2 separate regions of the Triticum aestivum genome follow, and region 1 is linked to region 2. A link is a contact called in public HiCAR-type data. All regions are on one chromosome and are shown on one strand. The core of a region is the stretch at or near the end of the contact, and the rest is flanking DNA. Distances in the headings are between cores, read along the strand shown. Region 1 has its middle 17 kb from the start of LOC123169190. Region 2 holds the start of LOC100873110 (protein REVEILLE 1).

Evidence for each region. HiCAR-type assays count read pairs that join an accessible place to other places.
Region 1: a HiCAR-type map of leaf shows a contact between it and region 2, with 5 times the contacts expected there. The contact joins the enhancer-like site here to the promoter of LOC100873110 in region 2. A contact is called at or near these places in 5 of 5 Hi-C or Micro-C datasets (leaf, root and an unstated tissue) and 1 of 1 datasets of contacts at active chromatin or transcription factors (leaf).

The regions. Positions count from the first base shown.
Region 1 is chr7D:634,663,080-634,669,094 of IWGSC CS RefSeq v2.1, forward strand. No RefSeq gene overlaps it. Among protein-coding and RNA genes, the nearest start is that of LOC123169190, 17 kb to the right of the region's middle. Within about 2 kb of position 3,637, at least 8 of the 8 cell types and tissues checked have an H3K27ac peak or open chromatin away from gene starts, as enhancers often do. A contact at or near this core is called in leaf and root, where this site is marked.
Region 2 is chr7D:634,596,571-634,603,350 of IWGSC CS RefSeq v2.1, forward strand. LOC100873110 (protein REVEILLE 1) reads right to left here and starts at 2,747. Exons shown (of 6, transcript XM_044582059.1): 1 at 2,390-2,747; 2 at 1,452-1,556; 3 at 1,226-1,337; 4 at 1,072-1,133; 5 at 547-894; 6 at 1-450. The coding sequence starts at 2,413.

The sequences.
Region 1 (6,015 bases), core at 2,387-4,886, 67 kb after region 2:
CCATGGAGGAGCTGCACCCTCCAACGTCCCACCTTCAGGGGCCCCCCAAAGGGGGTTCCTTGATCCCCAAGTGCTTCTAGAAGCCTTTTGGGAAAAGCCCCAAAAGGTGGCTTTCCATAAATATCCCAAAAAGCACTTTCACTATTCACGACGACATTTTTCAGCGTCCGTTCGAACTGAAAATATTTATGTGGGCTTAGAACATTTCCAGTACCCACTCAAATAATTTTCAATGCGTTCCGAAACAATTCCGGATTAGTGATTTTCATCTGCAGAAAGGCATCTGAAGTGGTTCCGGCAGCTCCGGAGCAATTCCAGCTTTTATCCCGGAGAATTCCAGAAAGTTTCCAGAATGACTTTGGCACCCTCCAAGAATTATCAGGCATGTGCCGAAACGAATTTGACTTAATAGTATATCCCGAAACAACTTTTCGGTTTCACCGAAACTCATCCGATGACCTCTCTGTGCGAAACTTTTCCGCTGTCCGAAACTTTTCGGTGTCCGAAACTTTTTCAGTGATTTTCTCTCAGACTCCCTGTCTAGTATTCAACAGATAGATGACCCTTAAGCGTGTGACCCTATAGGTTCGGTGAAGTATAGACATGACCCGGAACCCCTTCCGATCAATGATCAACATCGGAGCCGTGGACACCCATATTGACCCCTATACCCACACGAATGAATATTCGAGTGAACCTCCAGTTGCAGTGAGCTATTCCTGTTGCTTCGCGATATGTCACAAACACCCGAGGTGAGATTTATTGCATCCCCGCGGACGAACAATTTGTCCACCATGCAAGTTACCTCGTTACCGGTTTTGTTCTCTTTTCTCGTTTCCGTGTTCCGGCATCCCAGTGATCAAATCACAAGGTGTCTGGCCAGACGATTATGGATACCATAACACCGAGAGGGCCCGAGAATATCTCTCCATCATTGGAGGAGCAAATCCCAATCTTGAGCTATCAAGTTACTTGACATACTTTTCCATGAACCCGTAAGCCGCCGTAATAGCCACCCATTTACGGATGACGTTTAACAAACCCCAAAGTTCATGAAGCAAGCATGAAGAAACTCGATACTCTCATGGTCTAAGGAATCATGCAAACGTTAACCATCTCTGTGTTATGTACCATTAAGTTGTGATGAATGAATCTCATAGCATAACATCAATCCGGGTCGATTCAACACAAATGTTCTCTTAACATTGTGCCCTCAAAATTGATGGCATAGACATGCCCATGATCAGGAAAACAGAACCATCATGCAACACTTGAGCTAGTCTTAGAGGCCAGACTAGGAATACTTCTTACCGTTTATTATTCCACACGTGCATATGAGTCTCCCTCCGAGCCTCGTGGATATTGCAGACTCGAGAATCATTGCAGTTATAGCATGGAACATAAACATAATTATGAACTTGGAGATAAATAATATAATTTATTATTGCCTCTAGGGCATATCTCCTACACGCCCTAGGCCGGCCGGCCTCCCCCCTTGCTCCTTTATATACGGGGGCAGGGGGCACCCTAGAACACACAAGTTGATCATTGATCTCTTAGCCGTGTGCCCCCCTCCACCATAATCCACCTCGGTCATATCATTGCAGTGCTTAGGCGAAGCCCTGCGCTGGTAGCTTCATCATCACCGTCATCACGCCATCGTGCTGACGAAGCTCTCCCTCGACACTCTACTGGATTGTGAGTTCGTGGGACGTCACCGAGCCGAACGTGTGCAGATCGCGGAGGTGCCGTACTTTCGGTGCTAGGATCGGTCATCGTGAAGATGTACGACTACATCAACCGCGTTGTCATAACGCTTCTGCTTACGGTCTACGAGGGTACATAGACAACACTCTCCCCTCTCGTTGCTATACATCACCATGATCTTGCGTGTGTGTAGGATTTTTTTTTGAAATTACTACGTTCCCCAACAATCGCCGCTTCATTGGCCCCGATAACAGACAGAGTAAAATGGCAGGAATAATTGTTCTCATTGATGATTGTGGTTACAATAATAGTCCACAAAGGGACACTTTGTTCCCAAAGGGACACCTACTACATCGGTTGTATCCCTTCGGATGGCAATTGGAGATAGGAGAGATTAACTCTTAATTAACACGTGGGATATTTAAATCTCGACACTACCCCTAATCTCTACTATCCTTGTAAACATCATCTTCATCATCTTCATAAGAGCTCCTTCAAAAACCATGCAGGGAAAATACGAGGAGATATACGTAATATGTCATGAAAAACTCCTTCCGAAAACCCAGTGGAAAAATAAGAAGAAAATGTATTACTATTGCCTCATTAAAAACCTTCTATGAGAAACCATATAGGAAAAACTCATAAAGGGAACAAGAGTGCGATATCTAAGATCCAAAGATCTTGAACATGTTATCATATGGGAGTTCCATTAACATGATAATCGAGATTATCACTTGACTTTGTTTGCAAAATATTTATCTTCCCACCTCCTTTTAACTTATGGGGAAGAAAATACTTTCAAAGCAATACACTTTGTAACTACTACTTATAACCTCTCTGCATCTGTGTAATACAAACAACATTATCTTCATAGATAATGGTGGGTGGTTCCTACCAATCAATCCCACTTGAACTTTCAACAAAGTTCATCATTCTGCGAAGTCACATACATTCAAGTGATGCTTTATGCAAATCAACAATTTAAGATTGATTAATGGATGCAGCCACTAAAATATGTCTTCTCGACTTCTCAGAAAAGGTCACACCTTCATTTGAGGAGTAAAATGGCAGGAATAGTTGTTTTCATTGATGACTGTGGTTACAATATATAGTCCACGAAGGGACGCCTACTACATCGGTCGTATCCCTTCAGATGGCAATTGGAGATAGGAGAGATTAATCCTTAATTAACACGTGGGATATTTGAATCTCAACAGGCCCCACAGGAAAGCGCACCGGAGATCGCTTCACGCTTCACGCCAGCCACCCTTCTTTGTTTTGTGTTTGTTTACTCATCTGCCACTGACCAGGATTAGGTATAAGCTCGGGTTAGCTTACCAATGAGATGCAACCTGACGTGAAGCTTGTGTTTGTTTACTCATCCCCTCCCCTCAATGTGTGACACGTGGCATTTTAGTTAGTCTGATGAGCTGCTGGTGTTCTTACGATCCTTCTGAATAGTAGAGCTTACGCACAGGAAATGTTTCTTGGTCGAAAATCAGAAGCAGGTCTAAATGGACTGGAGGGGAGGGGATGGGAGAGGGACCTCAGCCATAAAAGGCAAGATGGATCTCCCAGTCTTAACACGCAGCAATTTATGAAATCCAAGATAATATGAGCCACAAATCAAGTGCCTACGGCCTTCCACACATCACGTCACATGCCATTATCCGGTTAACCGCTAATTACACTATCAAACAACCTTGATCAAATTAACTCTTGTGGTCCGAAGTGAGGAACAAGAAGAAGGGTGGGTGGGTGCAAATATCTTGCGGCTGATATCAATCTGAGATGAGACAAATCGTGCAAGTGGCGCCTCTCCGTTTCCGATAGTTTTACGATGGTAAATTAATTGCAGCGAGAGGGGCGGCTCACGTCCACTGATCCCGTGCCCATGTGACGTGGATCCACCTCTGGCCATTTTTATGTGTCTCGGCGCTTTCCGCCACCTCACTGCCTGGTGGGCCCCACGAGGAAAGCGCAATGAAGATCTGCCAGTCACTCTTTGCCGCTACTATATTTTATTTTATTTGTGCAGTTGTCACGGTCCATCCAAGGTCAGATAAGCTTGTGTTAGGTTAACGGAGAGGTTAGCTCAGCTAGTCTAATGACGGTGACACGTGGCAGCAACCATACCGGCCGGCGATGCAGTCTTGTGTATTTCATCCCTGAAAACATTCTTTCACTCGGTCCGACTTTTGATTCGCAGGAATTCCAAAACACATTAATATGAAAAGTACATGATTTAGAGTGGCATGTCTACATGAAACCAGTAATAATAATAATAATAATAATAATAATAATAATAAAATGTTAGAGTAGATGCTAGATTCCTATAAATTTTAACACTCTTATATTTCTTTATAGAGGAAGTACTTAAGAAAATTCTTATGGAATCCAATCCTACTAATCAAATGACTAACGTACGGAATAGAAAAAATTCCTATGAGGATCCTAATTCTCCAAATAAAAAAAAAGTATAAAATCTCTTTGAATCGAAGAGAGAAAGCAGTGGGTGTGGAACCGTGGAAGCTCAGTCCGAAAACTTATCTTTCTTGTCAAGTGTAGCTCTCATTCGCCTTAACTGGCTGTAAATTAGAAATGGCAGGATAATGAGAGCCACAAGCTAGGTGCTCACCACGTGATGCTGGCTTTGCCGCTTTTCTGCTAAATTGGAAATGAAGAGCAACTAGTGATTGTTTGTAAAGAGAAATGCGGGTTTGGAATGAAATTGAGAGATCGACTGAGATCCAGATACCCATCCACCAGTTCATAATGGAAAGTGAGGACCGAGGTGCGATTGATAATCAATCATATCCATCCATCCATCCAAGTCATGAGGGTCTCCCATTTATTAATGTGTGCATGACTAGGCACGAAGAAGATAGAGGCCGTGTGCAACGGGATTCCTTTTTCCTGTGACCGCATGCATCGCTCAGATGAGGTCGGGGTCATCCTTCTTTTCTAATTTTTTTTTCTTTTCGGGCTGTCCAACTTTGCTGACACTCTCCCATATTCTTTTCGTCGACTCTTTGTTTTTTCGTAAGAGAACCGCGTGAGAACGTCCTTATGAGGGACCTTCTTGTAGTTCATGTTGTTTCTAGGCCTCCTTTTGCATTATCTGGGTCCCTCATAACTAGTGGTCCAAAAAAAAGGCATGAAAAAAAGGAGACAGGGCCTGCTAGTTGTGTGACCACATGGAACTACCTTGATGCTTCCCGCCACATCACTGCCTCGTTGGACCCACAGAAAAGCGCACCGGAGATTGCAACGCCAACCACGCATATTTGTTTTGCGCTTGTTTATTCATCTATCACTGACCATGATTACGTAAGCTCTGGTTAGGGCATGTACAATGATTGATAAGATAGTCTTATTTTAAGTTTTGCATGTAATTTAGAGATGACAAAAAAAGAGTCTATAATGGGTCATCTCTTAGCCTTATCTTCAATAACTAGCAATTCCTAAAAATGTGGTGCGACATATTGGGTTAAGAGATCATCTCTTGTCTTTTCTTAAACAAGAGAAGACAAGCCTTTTCTTATGAGTTCTCTCCCATTCACCTCATCATTGATCCTACGTGGCACTCCTAAGATAGCACCATTGTACATGCCCTTAGCTAACTATGCAAAAAAAAAGGCTCAGGTAAGCTTAATGATGCCACCTCGCGACTCAACAACGAGTGATATGTGGCATTTTAGTTTAGTCTAATGAGCTGTTGGTGCCCTTGTGAAAAGTAGAACTTCCACAAGCAATGTTTCTTTGGTCGAAAATCTGTTGCAGGTCTCAATGGAGTGAAGGGATCTCCACGGCTCACCATCCAAGGTAATGAGAGCCACAAATCAGGTGCCTACGGCCTACCACACGTCACGTCACATGTATGGTTTCTTCTTCATTATCGGCTCCCCTGCGGCTTACCAGACTGGCTTAAACAAATTAACGCTAGTGGTCCGAAAAGACAGAGAGGAAGATGGGTGTGTGGGTGCAAATATCTTGCGGCTGATATTAATCTGGGACTCCAGTCTGGGACCAAATCGTGCAAATGGCAACTCTCCAGTTCAGATGAAGTAGGAGTATGATCATTTGTGTCATAAAATAATTGCAGCGGGAGCGGCGGCTCACGTCCACTGATCCGGCTCTGAGGTGAGGTGACGTGAATCCTAATATAACCACTTTTATCTACCAAAAATCTTGACGCTTTCCGCTTTCCCACACCTCACTGGCCGGCGGGCCCCACAAGGAAAGCACAGTGAATATCTCACGGAACAAAAATAAAATAAAATAAAATAAATCTCAAGGTCGCAATCA
Region 2 (6,780 bases), core at 1,497-3,996:
TTCCGCTGATTCCCCGAAATGGAGCGGGAATGAATTGTATGGAAGAACCCACCCACTTGGCGGCGCAGCGTATGCTTGAATTTCTACAGCCAATGGGGCTTGTGATGTTGCCTTGTAAGAGAATTCTGAGATTTGCTCTCCATTTGTATACGTCGGAACCTCTACAGCCAATGGGGCTTGTGATGTTGCCTTGTTAGAGGATTGTGAGATTTGCTCTCCCTTTGTATGTGTTGGAATATCTACAGCCAGTGGGGCTTGTGATGTTCCTTTGTTAGAGGACTCTGAGGGTTGCTCTCTGTTTTCATGCCCTGAGCCTGTATCCGGGGAGCATCTTTTCCTCGGGTCTGGGATAACGACCGTCTTCCCAAACAGCTTCACGCTTGTTACCTGTACCTCATCAGAAGAATCCTCTTCAGAGGTACCCGTATCTTTGTTTTCCTGATCAGCTTCCTGCGAAAGACACAAGAGCAGTCCAATAAGTTCAACTGGTCATTCAATAAGGATGTTCAGCAGTGCAGCTAACTGGGCTGAATGATGGTTGTTTACCTTGTGGGATTGATCTATCCCTGTTTGTTGACCTTCCCCTCCGTTCACCATTGGAAGAACAATATTCTCCTCATCTGACGACTCTGGGGAGGCACTGCGAGATGACGGGTTTGACATCGATGATCCAAAAGCATCCGACTGCATTGCAGATATCACCGACACGGGAGAACCATTCTCTTGGTCAGAACCAGAAGAAGATGACATATGAGCAAGCTTGGATTGACCATTTGCTGCGTTTGCCCCATTGCAGGAGTTCGCGCGCTTGCGAGGATATGGATGCAGTGGTTTCCTCTTTGGCCTGGGGGGAGGGATCTCGATCTCAATTTTAGCACCAGGTTCACGCACCACCTGCACGACAAGCAACCCCGCATGAGAAAACATGATCGACATTCAAATGGTTCAAATTAGCTGCCACCAATTCTGCTTCTACATTACATGTATGATACAAACATATAACATAAACCGCTGTCCACAGAGTGGCGTACAGGCCAAATGTATCATAACTACAGGAAGGGCCATAGTCACCTTGGAGAAAAACTTCTGGGCATGGCTTCGGATTTGGACAGCGGTCTTTGTGCCAATGTGTTCTAAAGAACAGTTCCGATGAATCAGCATCACTATTTCAACTACTTTAAATTATAATGCGAGATGCGTTATACTTAGAAAGGCTGACACACACCTTGTATCTGACGCCAGGACCGGCCATACAGCTTCAGCGCCTCCAGGAACTTCTCGTGCTCTTCCTCCGTCCACTTCTCCCGCTGCTTCGTGATCGTGTAGGGCTTCCTAGGCTAATCAATGCAAGACGAAGATCATTAGGCACCACGGCGGTGATATATGATACGCCGATGGGACCAACTAGCATATTTGTTCTTAGATCTCAAACTTGGGTAAGAAATGGCTACCTTGACAGGATGCTCACCCATCCCCTCCTCATTGGGCTCCATTGCAACATCCACCGATAGCCCTGTGCCGATCGGCATCCTAGATGAATCCAAGGCATCCCTTTCCTGGAGGCAAGAACAGAAGAAACAACATCAGTACTTCAGCCAGCCCAAAACACATTGCTGATCATGGCTGCAAACAGTTCCAAATACCAGCAGTAATTACCTAGCAAGCCAAAATAGTGTCCAATTTCACCACAGGGGGTAACTGAACATTGCGGCATAATTTGAGCTACAACTACAGATGTTTCTGATTAAACAGGATCAACATTCACATTGCTACTGGAGTACTGGTAAAAATCTACTATCAACCACTACTTGTTCTAGTAATAAAAAAGTGAGCTATGCTGATTGGTCCTCAACCAACCATGCATGAATTAAACGAAGACTGGTAACTACTAGCAGTAATTTTACAGTCAACACTGTAAAAGTGCAGCGCCAACAGAATTTTACCTAGGATGGAAAGCACCATCAATTGTTTCTGGATTTGGCACTCAGGCCTCCTGGCATGTGTTTGGTAGGTGGCTCTAAAATAATTATGGGATGGGAGTTGTGTCCTCCTGCCCATCTCTAGTTCTGGAAGCCTCTAAAGATATTCCGGTGGTGTGGTCTGTGTCCTCCCAAAACAGAAGTGTCTAGAAACAGGGCCTTTCTCCCAAGAGAAACGGATAAAAATCCCTCCCAAAAAAGTTGAAAGACGAGGTGGTACTGGTAATAATTGCAGAAATAAATGAATAAAAACTCTTTTTGGCAAATCATCTAACGGAGAAGCCGTCGAGAACAGAAATCTGGACGGTAAATCCCTCCCAAAAAAATGTTTTTACTGCGGAAGTAAAAATTCGCAGCAAGCGAGAACAGCCGGCGAATGCGCGGAGCAGGCAGAAAAAATGGATCTTTACCTCCGCGAGCGCCATGGAAGCCATGAGCCGTCCCCCGGGGTTCCAAATCTCGGCCTCCGCGTCACCGAGATCGAACGAGGCAGGCGGCAGGGACCACCACCAGCCGACGGAGCAGGCGGGGACGGAAGCAGCGGCTCTCGCCGGGATCGGCCAAAAAAACACCCCCCTCGGCGACCGGAGCCGGCCGGCGAAGCACCGCGACCCAAAGAAACCGACCCGAAACAGACGCAGCGAAAAGAGGCGAAACGAGCGGGGACGCTCCGGCGAGCGGCGCGGCTAAAAGGGGGCGCCGGGGCGGGGCGCGCACGTGCTGCCGGGGGAGGCGGAGGGAGGAGGAAGCGGAGGCGGAGGAGTAGGAGGAAGGTGGGGTGGAGGAGCGACGGAAATATATTTTCGCGAGGAGGGGCGGGGAGGGCGGCCACGTCACGCGCGGGGCCCGCCTGTCGGAGCCCCGAAATTTCCAGAAGCGCCGGCCAGCTCGTGGCTGTGGACGCCCCGGCCTCCCCCTTTCCTTTTCTGGCTTTGCCTCCCATTGGGCGCGCTTTCTCCCTTATCTGCTCCTCGGCCTACGTGTCCAAGTGTATATACAAGTGTATTCTCTTACTAGCTCAAAACAAAATTGTATTTTTTTCCTAGAGTAGTAGAATTTTTCTTTCTCGTAAATCTAAACGGATTCGGTACGATTTGCGTGTGATTTTTCTATCTAATTCTCCTGACATTATTTGTATGACGGTTTGGAATAATGTACCGAATTTCCCCGTGGTTTATTGTCTCATACATAATTTGTTTGACGGGACATTGTTGTTGCATTACAGGCTGTTACTGTGGTACGCGAAATAATGCACGTGACAACGCATGGGGGTCTCGGCGTTTTTGCACAAGTGGAGACGGAGGGGAAGCGAGGCGGAGGAGAGCCACGAATATCTGGAGCCATTCGAACATGAGAGGCCAGGAGCGAACCTCTGGAGATATTTCCGGGATAAATTGTAGCAATGTTGGTAAATTTTAGATAAGGCCAATTATGTAGTCATGGCACGAGTGGGCTTTCCCTTTCTCGGCTTGTCTAACATTGGTTCCTCTCGTCTTGGCCACATAGTGTTTGACACGTATTTCTCTAAATATAATTGTTGAGGAGATATGAGTGGTGATGTTACATTTGTAGCCCTCGTAGTGTGTGGCTAATAAAAGAATCTCTTCTCATTTTAACTTGATGATTTCATGAACTTATTCGAGAGACTTCGTATGTCTTGGATAGGAACCGTGCGCTCCAGACAAAAGGAAGCATTTATGTGCTTGTCATGTTTCCTCTCGTTCCAAAATAACCCATACATACAATGAGTATTTATTTTTTTGAAAAGAAGGGGAACCATCCGAACATATTTAAGAGCGACTCCAATTGACAATACGTCTGGCTCGACATTGTCAAATTGGCTAGTTGGATAAATCGTGTCGACGATTGTAAATTTCAGAATAAGTGCAACTCTAAAAACATGGTGTGCAAGTGGCCTTTCCATATCTCGGCTTGTCTAAATCTAGGCTTCTCTCCTTTTTCTTTGTCACATAAATTCAGACATTTTATTGTCCATTTAATTGACAGATGCATATATACGAGTTGTGATGCTACATATTTTTGGTCGTGCGGTGACGAGAAGATTCGACACAGTTTTTGTCGCTTCCTTGCGTTCCAGAGACTCTGTAAGTATTGAATGGACACTCGGACGCTCTACACCCACAAAAAAGAAGCACGAATCAACTCAATTGAAAAGCAGGCACAACTGTTCTTTGAACTCACCATATATCACGACGAACAAGCCCACGGTAGACTATAAAAAAACAATTTGTGCATCAAACTATTATAAGTGGGTTTTCTTCAAAAGGGAGAACAACGCCCGCCACCGCATCTATTACAGCTGCAAAATTTGCTATTACTGCTGTGTTTAGGGGAAACATGAGCTCTGCTTGGTGAGATTATTTAGTACTACTAATCTTGACACACCAAGCTGCTGCCTGTCCCAAACGATCAGCTGACATGATGAGGTATTTCTTAATGGGGATGCAGTGCAGGTGGTGATGCCACCATCCATCTTTTTGGTCGGCGTGACCCAACCGTGAAGCAAAGGGCAAGCACGCTCCCAGCCACAAGATCCTATTTGCTCCATGCGCTTTTGCGCCGGCCACGTCACGCACCCATCCGGCCCAACCTTTGGTGGACAGCTAATATCTCCTGGTCAGGCCCGGGCCCACCGCGCTTTTCTCTCCGGTCAGCTGCCGGGAAAATCCCTGGCCACATGTTTCTGGGACCCACGTGTCAGGGTCCTTGTTACTAGTACAGTACAGTAGTAATTGATGTTTGCACTAATTAAAGAAGTGGGATTAAGGAGGACTAGTGGAGGAGTACTGATTTGGACATGGGGTTGGCTTTGCCAAGAAAATGAAATGCTTTGTGCCTTTAGAAATCACGTCTTAAATTGGAAATGTGGAGCGGATTTGTTTCCGCTAGTTAAATATTTTGCTTTTTTAACACAAAATATTTACTTTTTGTAGTACTATTATACAAATGCGGGCAGATGGAAAATAAATATCGCTTGATAACACGGTAGGTTCCTCGGGTTCTTGGATGCACGGCAATGCTCGAAGTTTGAGGTACTAGAGCTAAGAGCAGGTGATTAAGCTGTACTAGTAGTAGAAATAAGTGAACAACAAACGATGAATTTCTCGATAGAAATGTACTCTTATGTCCGGAGTTACTTGTTGCAGAAATGGATAAACAAAAGATGCTTGTTCGGGATCAAAAACTGCACTGCGAACTGAGATCTAGATGCTGATCAATAAGTGGAGAATGGAAAGGTACCAAAACAGGGTGTGATTGATAATCGATCATATCCCTCCCATGAGGGTCTCTCGTTTGTTAATGGCTGCATGACTAGGCATGGATAAGATCGGCTTTGGTTCATGAGGTCGCGGGCAATGTGATTCCAAAGAACGACGCTATACATACGACAGGTTTCGTCTGATTTATACACAATGTGTCGGACCATCAATACCTAGGACCAAAATCGGACAAGAGGCAAAGTATATGTACTAGTTTTGGACCCAATATTTTTGTTCTCCTCGTCCCTGCGTATTCATGGCAAAGAGCAAAGACAGCGGAACCTCTTTTTAGGGAACTCCCTGTAATTTCTGTAACGCTTAGGCCCCCTTTTGCATCGCGTGGTTAATCATTGCACTATCGAGTGGTCCGGAAAATGAAGCAAATGAAGAGAAGAAAAAAAAGATGGCGGCAAATATCTTGAGGCTGATATTGAACCAGACACAAACTTTTCCACATGGAACTACCTCGATGCTTCCCGCCACATCACCCCCTAGGTGGGCCCCACGAGAAAGCGCAACAACGCAGATCGCATCACGCCAGCCACCCTTCTAAATTTTCCTGCTTGTTTATCCATTTTCGTGATTGATATTTTCGGTCAAAAAATTGTTTCTTGGTCAAAAAACTGATGCAGGTCTCAGTGCAGTGGCTGGGATGGGAGTTGGGAGGGACCTCCGCCACAAAAGGCGCGATGGATCTCCCGGTCTTAACTAGCGGCGATTTATAAAATCCAAGATAATGAGAGCCACAAAACCAAGTGCATAGTGTCACACATCGCGTCACATGCACGGTTCCTTGTACCATTACCCGGGTAATTACCACTACCGCCTAACAGGGTAGCTTAATCAATGGAAACCCTATCAAAAAAATAACACCGGTGTGGTCCAAAAAGACAGAGAGGGGGAGAAAAAGAAGATTGGTGGGTGCAAATATCCTGCGGCTGATATTAATCTGGGATGAGACAAATCCTGCAGGTGGCGACTCTCCGTCTCAGATCAGATAGCATGATCGTAAAAAAAAAAAAAATTGCAGCGGGAGCGCGGCTCACGTCCACTGATCCCGCGCCGAGGTGACGTGGATCCACCACTGGCCGTTTTTATGCGCCTCGGCGCTTTCCGCCAACTCACTGCCCGGTGGGCCCCACGAGGAAAGCCCAATGAAGATTTGCCCGCCACTCTTCTCCGATACTGCTGTATTGTTTTATTTGTGCGGTTGTCACGGCCCATGCAAGGTCAGGTAAGCTTGTGTTGGGTTTATAACGGAGAGGTTAACTCGGCCCGTCTAATGATGGTTTATAACGGAGGGGTAGCAGTGGAGCAGTAGTACTATTTTGGACATGATGTTGTCTTTGCTACTTCTTGCTAAGAAATGTAAAATACTCTTGGTGCCTAAAGAAATTTCATCTCAAATTGGATAGTAGAGCGAAATTCGGTTCCCCTACAGATGCTAAGAGATGAACAGCAGGTGATGATGTTTTTTCTTCTTCTTCTTTTGGAGAGAAATGTACTACTAATTAGACGGG